Regions from separate parts of the Sus scrofa genome. Here region 1 is linked to region 2. Evidence: chromatin contacts called from public Hi-C data. All regions are on one chromosome and are shown on one strand. The core of a region is the stretch at or near the end of the contact, and the rest is flanking DNA. Distances in the headings are between cores, read along the strand shown. Region 1 holds the start of ANKRD34A (ankyrin repeat domain-containing protein 34A). Region 2 holds the start of HFE2 (hemojuvelin).

Region 1 (5,419 bases), core at 1,138-3,637, 50 kb after region 2:
ATCCTCATGGATACTAGTTGGCTTGTTTCTGCTGAGCCTCAATGGGAACTCCTCCCTCCTTTGTAATGGAAATGCAGAGTGCATTGCCTCCAGCCGTATCTTTCTTTCTTTCTTCCTTCCTTTCCTTCCTTCCTTCCTTCCTTCCTTTCTTTCTTTCCTTTCTTTCAGCTGCACTTGCTGCAAGTGGAAGTTCCCGTTCCAGAGATCCAACCTGCACCACGACAATAACCCACACCACAGCAGTGACAATGTTGGATCCTTAACCCACCAGGGAACTCCTATTTCATGTTTTACTTGTTGGATATTGATTGAAGAACAAATATCCAAAGAAATGGAACCAACTACAAGGTGAGATCAGGAGTTCCCGTCGTGGCGCAGTGGTTAACGAATCCGACTAGAAACCATGAGGTTGCGGGTTCGGTCCCTGCCCTTGCTCAGTGGGTTAACGATACGGCGTTGCCGTGAGCTCTGGTGTAGGTTGCAGACCCGGCTCGGATCCCGCATTGCTGTGGCTCTGGCCTAGGCCGTAGGCCGGTGGCTGCAGCTCCGATTCAACCCCTAGCCTGGGAACCTCCATATGCGGCGAGAGCGGCCCAAGAAATAGGTAAAAAAAAAAACAAAACCAAAAAAAGTGAGATCAGAAGTTCTTTTGGTAGATAAATCAAAGCTGAATAACAATTTACTAAATATGGTTTATCAGAGGAAGGATGAATGGCTACTGCAGAGGATTCACTAAGATCCCCATTGTCTAGTATCGTGTCTAACATATATTAGATGCTCAATAAATGAAAGAAAATGTGATTTCTAAGGGCTGTTCCAGGCTTTAGACCTTGAGATTCCTACAGCCTCCCCTCACAGTCCCAGTCCTCTTGGTTTTCTCCCTTCTCAGGACTGTGGGAGCTATTATTATGAACCACTAATTTAAGAGGTCATAATTATATACTGTATTGTATTTTATTGTCTTTTATTAATTGTTCCCTAATCATCTCAGGGCTTTAAATGCTTCCTCCCCAATCAGTTCCATCCAATTAAGTTTTATTTGGCACTGTGGATTAAGTATAGAACCTGCCCTACAAAAACTTATATTCTTTTTTTTTTTTTTTTTTTTTTTTTTGCTTTTTAGGGCTGCACTTGCAGCATATGGAAGTTCCCAGGTTAGGGGTTGAATCAGAGCTGCAGCTGCCGGCCTATTGCCAAAGCTACAGCAACACTGTGGAATACAAGCCTCATCTGCAACCTACACCACAGCTCACAGCAACGCCTGATCCTTAACCCACTGAGCAAAGCCATGGATCGTACCCACCTCCTCATGGATACTAGTTGGGTTCATAACTGCGAAGCCATGACTCAAACTCCGAAACCTTAGATTCTAAGAAGAACAAAAATGCTAAAAACGAAGAGGGCACAAGTACTCCAGTAGAAGTGTGCATAAAATGCTGTCGTCAGACTGGGGAACAATTAATTCTACAAAAAAAAGGTAGTCCAGGAAAGCTACAGGTAGGAAGTAATATTTCATCAGAGTCTTGACAGATAACAGGAGTTTGTCAGGCTCTTAGGGGAATAATATTCATAGACTCAGGGAAAGCCTGATACCAGGGCAAAGAGAGGCGCCAGAGCAAGTCTTTCACTTTCTGCTTTAATATACCTCCCCTTTGCGCAAAAGAAAACTATGGTTCTCTGGTATACAATCAACCTAGTAATGGGAGCCCAGAGGAAAAGGGTAGGGAACTAGAAGGGGGCTGATCCAACAGGCTGCCGGAAAACGTTGTCTATCTATCTAGCAGCTTGACCTAGTGAACTCGTTTGGGAGGTGTGAGACCGAACCAGGTCAGAGCCACCAAGTCGAAGCCTTACCTGCTGCCCCTTCCCCACGGAGCCCACGCCGCAGCCAACTTGAAATTTGCTTGTCTTCCTCAATCTGGTGGCGTTCTAGGTCCGCCTCCCAGAGCTCCCCATTGGTGGGTTCTCCTGACCAATCTAGGAGAAGCCGGGGAGGGAGGCCCGCCCACTTGAAGCCTCGGAGGGGAAGGAGGGAGGGAGTTAGCTGGAACTCAGGCTTGGGTGAGTTCTCCACGCGCTGGAAGAATCACCTTGGGGTCAGTCATTTCAGACCTTATTTCAGATGGAGAACCCCTCGGCTAGCGGGAGTGCACAGAGGGAACCCGACACTCGGATCTCACCAAAGCACTCTGTTGAGGGAGCTTCCACAGAAATGAACTTCTATGAAACCTGCTCCTTAGGATCAGTCCTTCGGTGACTCTGTCTTCACATTTGGCCACTCCTCCATTACTCCAGCCTTCCCTTCAGTCCTGCACTGCTTCTCTCCAGTACCACCAATGAATACGTCTTTTCTTTATAAAAAAAAAAAAAATTCTTTAAGTTGCTGCCATGTCTGTGAGAAGATGCAAAGAGGGTTTAGGGAGGAAAGGATTAGGAATCAGATAATCAGAGCTGAGGAAGCTGGGCAGGTGCCTAGTGTTTCCTGCATTTCCCACTGCCTTCCAGCTCCTCTGGTAAAATGGGGCACAGTGGGAGGAGGAGCCCCACTTACACACACACCCACCCCCAGAAACAGAGAGAGTTCAGAGTAGAGATAGAATCTAGTCAAGAATAATAACCTAGATGTCAGAGAAAATAGCCCTGGGAGAGAAGCCTGTGGAGTAGGAAAGCTGTAGGTGGACTGTCAAGCACCTGGTCTTTGGAATTGACCCGAAACAGAGCTCTGAGGCTTTGGTGAATTTGCTTAAATTTGCTGTTTCAGTTTCTTCATCCATAGCAAGAAGTTAATTCCTACCTTATAGTGTTGTCGTGAGGTTTGGAGGTAATGTATATAAAGTACTTGGCACATAGCTGGTGTCCAATAAATGGTAGCTAGTAAAAATGGGTAGCTTTCCTGCAAATATCTCTCTTTCCCCCTTCTCCAGGAACATTGTTTTCAGTATCTTGTATCTAGTGGCCTCCAGCCTCTGAATTATTTCATGTGAGTTAATCAAACCCTTAGGATTTTTTCTTCAACCCCTCCCCACTCCCCCTGATGCCTTCCAGCTGGACACAAACTCATTCCTAAAATATGCAGATGGAAGCTGTGGTAACCATGGAGACAGGGCAGGTGGTGAGGAGAAGGCAGAGACAGACAGTGTGAGAAAAGGACTGCTACAGACAGGGAGAAAGAAGACTTTAAGAAGCGACTCAGAGACCTTCAAGTAAGATGGAAAAATAATGAGTCTAAGAAAGACTGAGAGTAAAGAGATGCAATGAGAGAGGATGTGTTACAAGGTTCACTCTTCTCTGCCCCTTTTCTATTTCTCTTCTCCCCCAATCCCTCCAAGAATATGAGGAGGCACCTGAGGATGCCCCTCGCCATATCTAAAAATGACCCCAAACACCCAGCCTCCTCATACTTATCTAAGGTCTGTACAGGGAGCTGAGGTCCAAGTTTATCTGTGCTCCATGTTCCATTTTTGGGAGGTGGAATGAAGATCTATCGCTGTGTCTGACTCCAGTTCCCCCTGACATTTAAACTAGGAGAAGGCAGCCAGAGCTCTTGCCTCTCTCAGCACAGTAAGGACTCTGGCTGTGGACCCCCATCGCCTCTCTCTACCTTTCTGCACAGTGTGCCATGTGCCTTGTGTGGCAGATCAGGTCTGGTGCACAGGCGCACATCAATACACCAAGCTCCGAGAATAGGGATCTGCTGAAGCTCAACGAAGAATTGGGATGGTCCCCAGTCTAGGTCGCGGAGGAGACTCCCAAGGAACACTTAGGTTTGTTGTGGCTGAGGGGAGGTCGTCTAAGCAGGGGAAGTCAGGATTGGAGCCTCTAGCTTTTGAGGGTTTATATGTGCCTGGGTGGGGTAACGGTTTGGTGCCCGACGCCCCCACCCGCAGAGACTGGGATATAAATAGCGAGGCAGAGCTCCGCCCCCCCCCCCCCCCAGCTTCTCTCCTCCGGAGCCGGCGCTGTGCCCGGGGCGCACTGGGAGGAGGGACCAGGCTTCTGTGCCCGGGCGCAGATACTGACACCAAGGGAATCCGGGTCCACCCCCCACCACCACCACGCCATGTGGGACCCCTGGAACCAAGCTCCGCCACCCCAGCTGCCCCGTGGCCCTGGCCTCAGTCTTGGCCCGGTGGAGATTCTGCGGACATACAGGTATCTATTTGGGTGAACTGCCTGGGAGGGGAAAGAGCAAGGAGTGATGGGGAACATAGCAGGGGCAAAAGAACCCCCCACTTCTCCCCCTACCCGTTTTAGGTCCCAAACGCAAGCTGCCTCCCTCCCCCCATTCAATTTATGGGGCTGTGGCAACCTAAAAGAGGTTAGGAATGGGACTGTGTGTGTGAATGTATGGGTGCATGTGTGTGGGTGGGTGGCGTTCAGCATCCTAGAAAGGGGGATTCCAAGTGCGGATAAGAAAAGGGGGATGCTGGAAAGGTCTGATAAGCCGTGGGGTGAGGGTGGGGGTGCGGATATCCCTGCGCGTGCACGTACGCATTTGCACGCGCGCTCATCCTTCAATGCGGGTGCACCCTTCCCACCTCCTCAGGCATGCGCTGGGGGGATGGGGGTGGCTCAAAGGCATGAGTTAGAAGGACTGTGTGCCATGACGTGGAGCTCTCCCCCGCCCCATGCCGGTCCTTCAACCCGTGCCTCAGTTTCCCTGCCTGAATCAGTCAATAAGATCTTTCTCTTTTTTGCAGGGATTGGCTTCGCCACTGAGCCCTCAGGCCTCTGCCAGCCATCACCCACACGCCCTTAGCTATCCTCGGCAGGTCCCAGTCCCGGCTCCATCGGTGCTTTCGCCCCAGCGGCAGCTATGCTGCATACCGAGGGCCACGCTCTTCTTCGGGCCGTGGGTCAGGGTAAGCTACGATTGGCCCGTTTGCTTCTGGAGGGGGGCGCCTATGTGAATGAGGGTGATGCCCAAGGGGAGACTGCGCTAATGGCGGCCTGTCGGGCCCGCTACGACGACCCCCAGAACAAGGCGCGCATGGTACGCTACCTTCTGGAGCAAGGCGCGGACCCCAACATCGCAGATCGCCTAGGGCGCACCGCGCTCATGCACGCTTGTGCCGGCGGTGGGGGCGCCGCGGTGGCCTCTCTGCTCCTTGCCCACGGCGCAGACCCCTCAGTTCGAGATCACGCTGGCGCCTCGGCGCTTGTCCATGCCCTGGACCGCGGGGATCGCGAAACCCTTGCCACGCTGCTGGACGCCTGTAAGGCCAAGGGCACAGAGGTCATCATCATCACCACCGACACCTCGCCTTCAGGCACCAAGAAGACCCGACAGTATCTCAATTCCCCACCGTCCCCGGGGGTGGAGGACCCGGCTCCCGCTCCTCCTAGCCCGGGGATCTGCACGTCGCCTTCGGAAATCCAACTGCAGACTGCAGGAGGAGGAGCACGGGGGTTGTTGTCC
Region 2 (4,895 bases), core at 2,312-4,811:
TTCATTGATTTACAAGCAGCTGTCCAGTTGCCCCAGCACCACCTGCTGAAGAGAGAATGTCTTTTTCTCATTTTATGTTCTTGCCTCCTTTGTTGAAGATTAATTGACCATAGGTATCTGGGTTGTATTATTTCTTGCAACTATATGTAAAGCTATAGTTATCTCAAAAGGTCTAGTTTACATTTATGTGTATAGAGGCTCAGTTTTGCAAGATGAAAAGAGTTCTGGAGATTGGTTGCACAAAAGTGTGAATGTGCTTAATACTACCGAACTATACCCTTAAAAATGGTTAAGATACACATACATAGACTGCAAACTTATGGTAACCAAAGGAGAAAAAGAGGTGAGAGGGATAAATTAGGAGTTTGGGATTAATATATAACACTGCTGTATATAAAATAAATAACAAAAAGGACCTACTGTATAGCACAGGGAACCATACTCAGTATTTTGTAATAACCTATAAAGGAAAAGAATCTGAAAAAATAGATATATGCGTATGCATAACTGAACCACTTTGCTGTACACCTGAAATTAATACATTGTAAATGAATCATACTTCAATAATATAAAGAAGTGGTTAATATAGAAAACTTTATGTTATGTGTATTTTACCACAATTCACTTTTTTTTTTTTTAATTTTTATTTTTAGGGCCGCACCCACAGCACATGGAGGTTCTCAGGCTAGGGGTTGAATTGGAACTGTAGCCGCCAGCCTATACCACAGCCACAACAACTTGGGATCCGAGCAGCGTCGGCAACCTACACCACAGCTCACTGCGAAGCTGGATCCTTAACCCACTGAGCTAGAAACCCGCAACCTCATGGTTCCTAGTCTGATTCGTTAACCACTGAGCCACGACGGGAACTCCAGGAAGAAATTTTAGAAATGACTGCCGCACACCAGCAGCAAAGCCAGCATTAGAACTGATGATATCTCCTCTCCAAATTATTTAGGATTCTCTTTTACTTGGAGCTTTAAGATCCATATGGGTCCCCAATTCCTTTATGACATCAGATTTTCCCATATAATTAATGCCAGATAACATCAATCTCAACTCTTCCTCTCATCTGCACTATTTCTTGTCTGCCTGCACGTTCTTTTTCTTCTCCATTGCTTTAGATTAGTGATTCTCAACCTTGTTCTGAAGACTATCCCCACAGTCTGGATTTGTACCTCTGAGGTATCATTTGATGTCTGTCACATTCCTTGCAAATAAGTAGTAGCTCTAGACCAGCAGTTGATCAGATTCAGATTGAAGGGTTTTTTTGTTTGTTTGTTTGTTTTGGTTTTGTCTGTGCGTGTGTATTTGTTTTTGTAGGTTTGTTTATTTTTTGTAGGTTTTTTTTTGGGGGGGAGAGACTACTTCATAGATTGAATTGTATCATGGAGTCACCTGTGATCAGGAAGATAAGTTTGTCTCTCCTTTTGTGATGGATAACAGCTGTTGATCATTGCCTACATACAGTAATTCATTAGGAGTTCCAAAATGTTGATATTGTAATCATGCCATTCCTTCTTCATTCACTCATTAGAAAACTTCTATAAAGAGAAAATTTCCCGTCTTGAGTTCCCATAGAAAAAACTAGGATAAATACTTGATTCTTTCCAGTTTCAAAATAATGAGTTGTTCCCCTAGCATTCTCCAGCAATAACAAATGAGTTTGGATGTTTAAGTATCATTGTGAACTCATTTAAATATATCTGACATGTTTAGATCCATTGCAGGTGGTATCCTTTTTCACACTCAAATTGTCCCATCTTTGATCAGAGGGAACTCTTCTAGTTTCTTCTGAGTTCTTTGATAGAAATCTAACAGTCTTTGAAATAGTATTGAGATAGCTCAGTTTGGACACTAGTGGTGTTCATTGCTACTGGGTTATTGCTTCTAGGCCTTTTCAAGATAAAGTTAGGAAATGTTTGAGGATAAAATATAGCCTGTGTACTCTGTAAAACTGTGAGGATATACTGTACATAAAAGTATAGCTATGAGTTATACTTCCAATTTAAATTCAGAATTGTAGCGTTTTTACTTCAATCATAAATCTGTACCTCTTTATGCTACCTCTAAAATCCTGGTTCACAAGAATGTAATTACTCATTTGTTTTATCCCACGATATACCCACAAAGCTTTCAGAATAGCAATACCAACACTACCACCAACATGACTGCTTTAAAATATTTTGCACTTCTTTTTGTCCTTAGAGTAATCTCACTTGGGATTTCATAGTCAACTTATTGTATTTATTTATTTATTTGACTACAGTGACAATGCTGAATCCTTAACCACTAGGCCACCAGGAAACTCCCAAATTATTGTGTTTTAAAGTCACTTGGATAGTTTGGTTGGAGTCATTTTACACTTTTGTAATATAAACCCTTGTGGAGTTCCCTGGTGGCTCAGTAGGTTAAGGATCCAGTGTTGTCACTGCTGTGGCTCAGGTCACCACTGTGGTGAGGGTTTGATCCCTGGCCTGGCCTGGGAACTTCTGCATGCCATGGGTACGGCCAAAACAAAACCCAAAAACAACCCTTGTGATATGGCTTCATGGCATCAAGAGAAAAACTAAAATTTTCAGATACACATGTAAAATAAAGAGAAGAGTGTTCCGTGGGCCTCTAGATTCTGAATTAAGTATAGAGCAAATTAATGCAGATGCATTAGTGACACTATTTGAGGTCGGCCCTTGTGTTAATTTCACTTGGCAAATACTAAGAGGTGATGATGCCTATGGCTGCTAAAATATGACATGGCTAAATTCCTTGACTGCAACATCTTATAAGAGGTCACCAGATTATCTTACTCCACAAAAATATCTTTCTGAATCTCTTTTTCTCTCAGTTTATCTCTCCAAGGTCCTCTCCTCTGTGGATTAATAACCTTCAAATTTTCTATCCCCATTCCTTCTTCTTGCCCTTCCTAGCCTTCTCCCCCCAGCAACTCAGGAGCTTATATTTTTGTGTGTATTTTGGGGAAGAGGAATTGCTGTATAAATAAGGGAATGAAAATGGAGGATGTAGGGTAGACAGCTGCAAGGATCTGAGCTAGTAGACTGAAACAAACCCTCATCCTAAACAACTCAGAGCTCAGATTTCTTCTCTAGACAGCTGGCTGTTTTAGTCCATCTGATTTACTCTGCAAAGATGGGGGGTGGGGGTGCTGTGAACTATCTCTGTTATGGACCTTATTTAAAGTCAGCTACCTCCTAGATGTGTTCTGTAGAAACTAAATGCCATATTTAACATAGCAGGCTTGAAGGTGATGAACAAAATGTATACAATTGTCCATTCTAATTTTTAAAGGTCAAGAGCTCATTTTTAACAATACTTCAGGGCTGCCTGAAGTAGGCACTAACTAGAATTATATAAGCTCAAATTGGACATCTGACTTGATTGTCATATTTCTGCCCCCCTTCCGCACTTGGCACCCTATACTCCATATTCTTTCCAATCCTCCTACCCTCCCCACTCCCCCAACTCCAACACCCTACCCCCACCAATGTTCCTGGAATTTTGGACTTAGCTATTTTTAAAACAGTCAACTCAGTAGCCACCTCCCTCCCCCGCTCAGCTGTCCAGTACTCTGGCCAGCCATATACTCTCCCTTCCCCCCACATCAGACCTTCTCTGGTTCCCTGACCTCAGTGAGATTGCCACCGGTCTGGGGACCTGGGGAAGACATGGAGAAAGAGACGGGGGATCCCCTGGCTGGAGCTGACTGACACAGTAGACAGTCATGGCTGGAGAACTGGATATCAGACTAATATTTGACGTCTGGAAACAGTAAGTCAAAATGAAATTGCAATTCCTTTAATAAGCTTTTGGAGTGAAGTTAGACTTTCATAAAATTAAGACACCTTCTTGGATGTCTCTGGTCTGAAAGCTAGGATCTCTTCCATACTGAGGTGCCCCAGTGTCCATTTCTCCTTCTGTCTTATTTCTTTCTGTTCTCTGGCCATTAGAAGTTTAAATTTCTGTCTCTCCTTTGGGAGTCTTGGCTCTCTCCTCATCTGGTTGCCTCAAGACTACTAGTGAAGTCTCTTTCTTTAGTAGGAGGTTCCCATATCTCCTATTCTGTGGTTTTCTCACCAAGGCCAAATTTAACCTCAGATGATTAGTCACTGCTACCCTTCTACCCTGCTCCTACTTAGTAGTGCCCTTCACGTTGGGCTTCTAAGGGTAGGGCTACTCCTTGTTGTAAATGATTTCTCCCCATGACTCTAGTCTCAGTCATCCTACTCTCCCTCCTACATGACTCTCCCTCAGTCATATCCTTACCCTTGGAGAGGGTAGTTTGGCAAGAGAGAGTTAGTCCCTCCTCAAGCCCCATCCACATCAAAAGACTGAGAACTTCTAAACTTGCAAAGGAAAGATTAATGGAATGAATGATTCTTCAGTAAGGTTTGGAAAAATACAAGAACTGTTGACCCACAACAAACATTGATTTGCATGCTTGGTGTACATCCCATTATTCCATGAGAGAGAGATATAATTTTAGCTCTCTAGAGTATATGAAAGAGATGGGTTCCCTTTTCATTTGAATACTGGTATTCTAGAGAGGGGATGTGTATACCACCTTTACAACTTCTTGCTGAGAATTCTGACACAAAGGAGAAAAAGAAATGAATGACCCCTGGAGAGTATCCCATCCTGATGGGGAAGGGCAAGTAAGAGGTATGTTTCTGAAGTACTTTTCAGATCCTAATTCTATTGGGGAACCCACTATCCACATGATTCCTCTTTTTTTTTTTTTTTTTGACATTTCTGCTGATTGGTAGCTCAGAATGGGGCAATACAGTGGACTCTGCCCCCCCCCCCCCAGTCAATTCAACCTTTCTTCCACCCCCACCTAGGAGTATTGCATAAGGGACCTGAAAGTAGCCACAAAAGCA

The links. A called contact is a pair of places that touch in the nucleus more often than the background predicts.
Region 1: a contact with region 2 is called in a Hi-C map of skeletal muscle, with 4 times the contacts expected there. The contact joins the promoter of ANKRD34A here to the promoter of HFE2 in region 2. A contact is called at or near these places in 3 of 5 promoter capture datasets (fetal liver, fetal skeletal muscle and liver), 30 of 47 Hi-C or Micro-C datasets (adipose tissue, alveolar macrophages, blood and 16 more) and 2 of 2 datasets of contacts at active chromatin or transcription factors (alveolar macrophages and skeletal muscle).

What each region holds. Positions count from the first base shown.
Region 1 is chr4:99,375,168-99,380,586 of Sscrofa11.1, forward strand. ANKRD34A (ankyrin repeat domain-containing protein 34A) reads left to right here and starts at 2,388. Exons shown (of 4, transcript XM_021089938.1): 1 at 2,388-3,764; 2 at 3,938-4,152; 3 at 4,255-4,318; 4 at 4,701-5,419. The coding sequence starts at 4,817. It overlaps POLR3GL (DNA-directed RNA polymerase III subunit RPC7-like), which reads right to left and starts at 5,132. Exons shown (of 10, transcript XR_002343450.1): 1 at 5,003-5,132; 2 at 2,181-2,351.
Region 2 is chr4:99,324,428-99,329,322 of Sscrofa11.1, forward strand. HFE2 (hemojuvelin) reads left to right here and starts at 3,562. Exons shown (of 4, transcript XM_005663519.3): 1 at 3,562-3,786. The region is part of intron 2 of LOC106510173 (a long non-coding RNA gene); the gene reads right to left.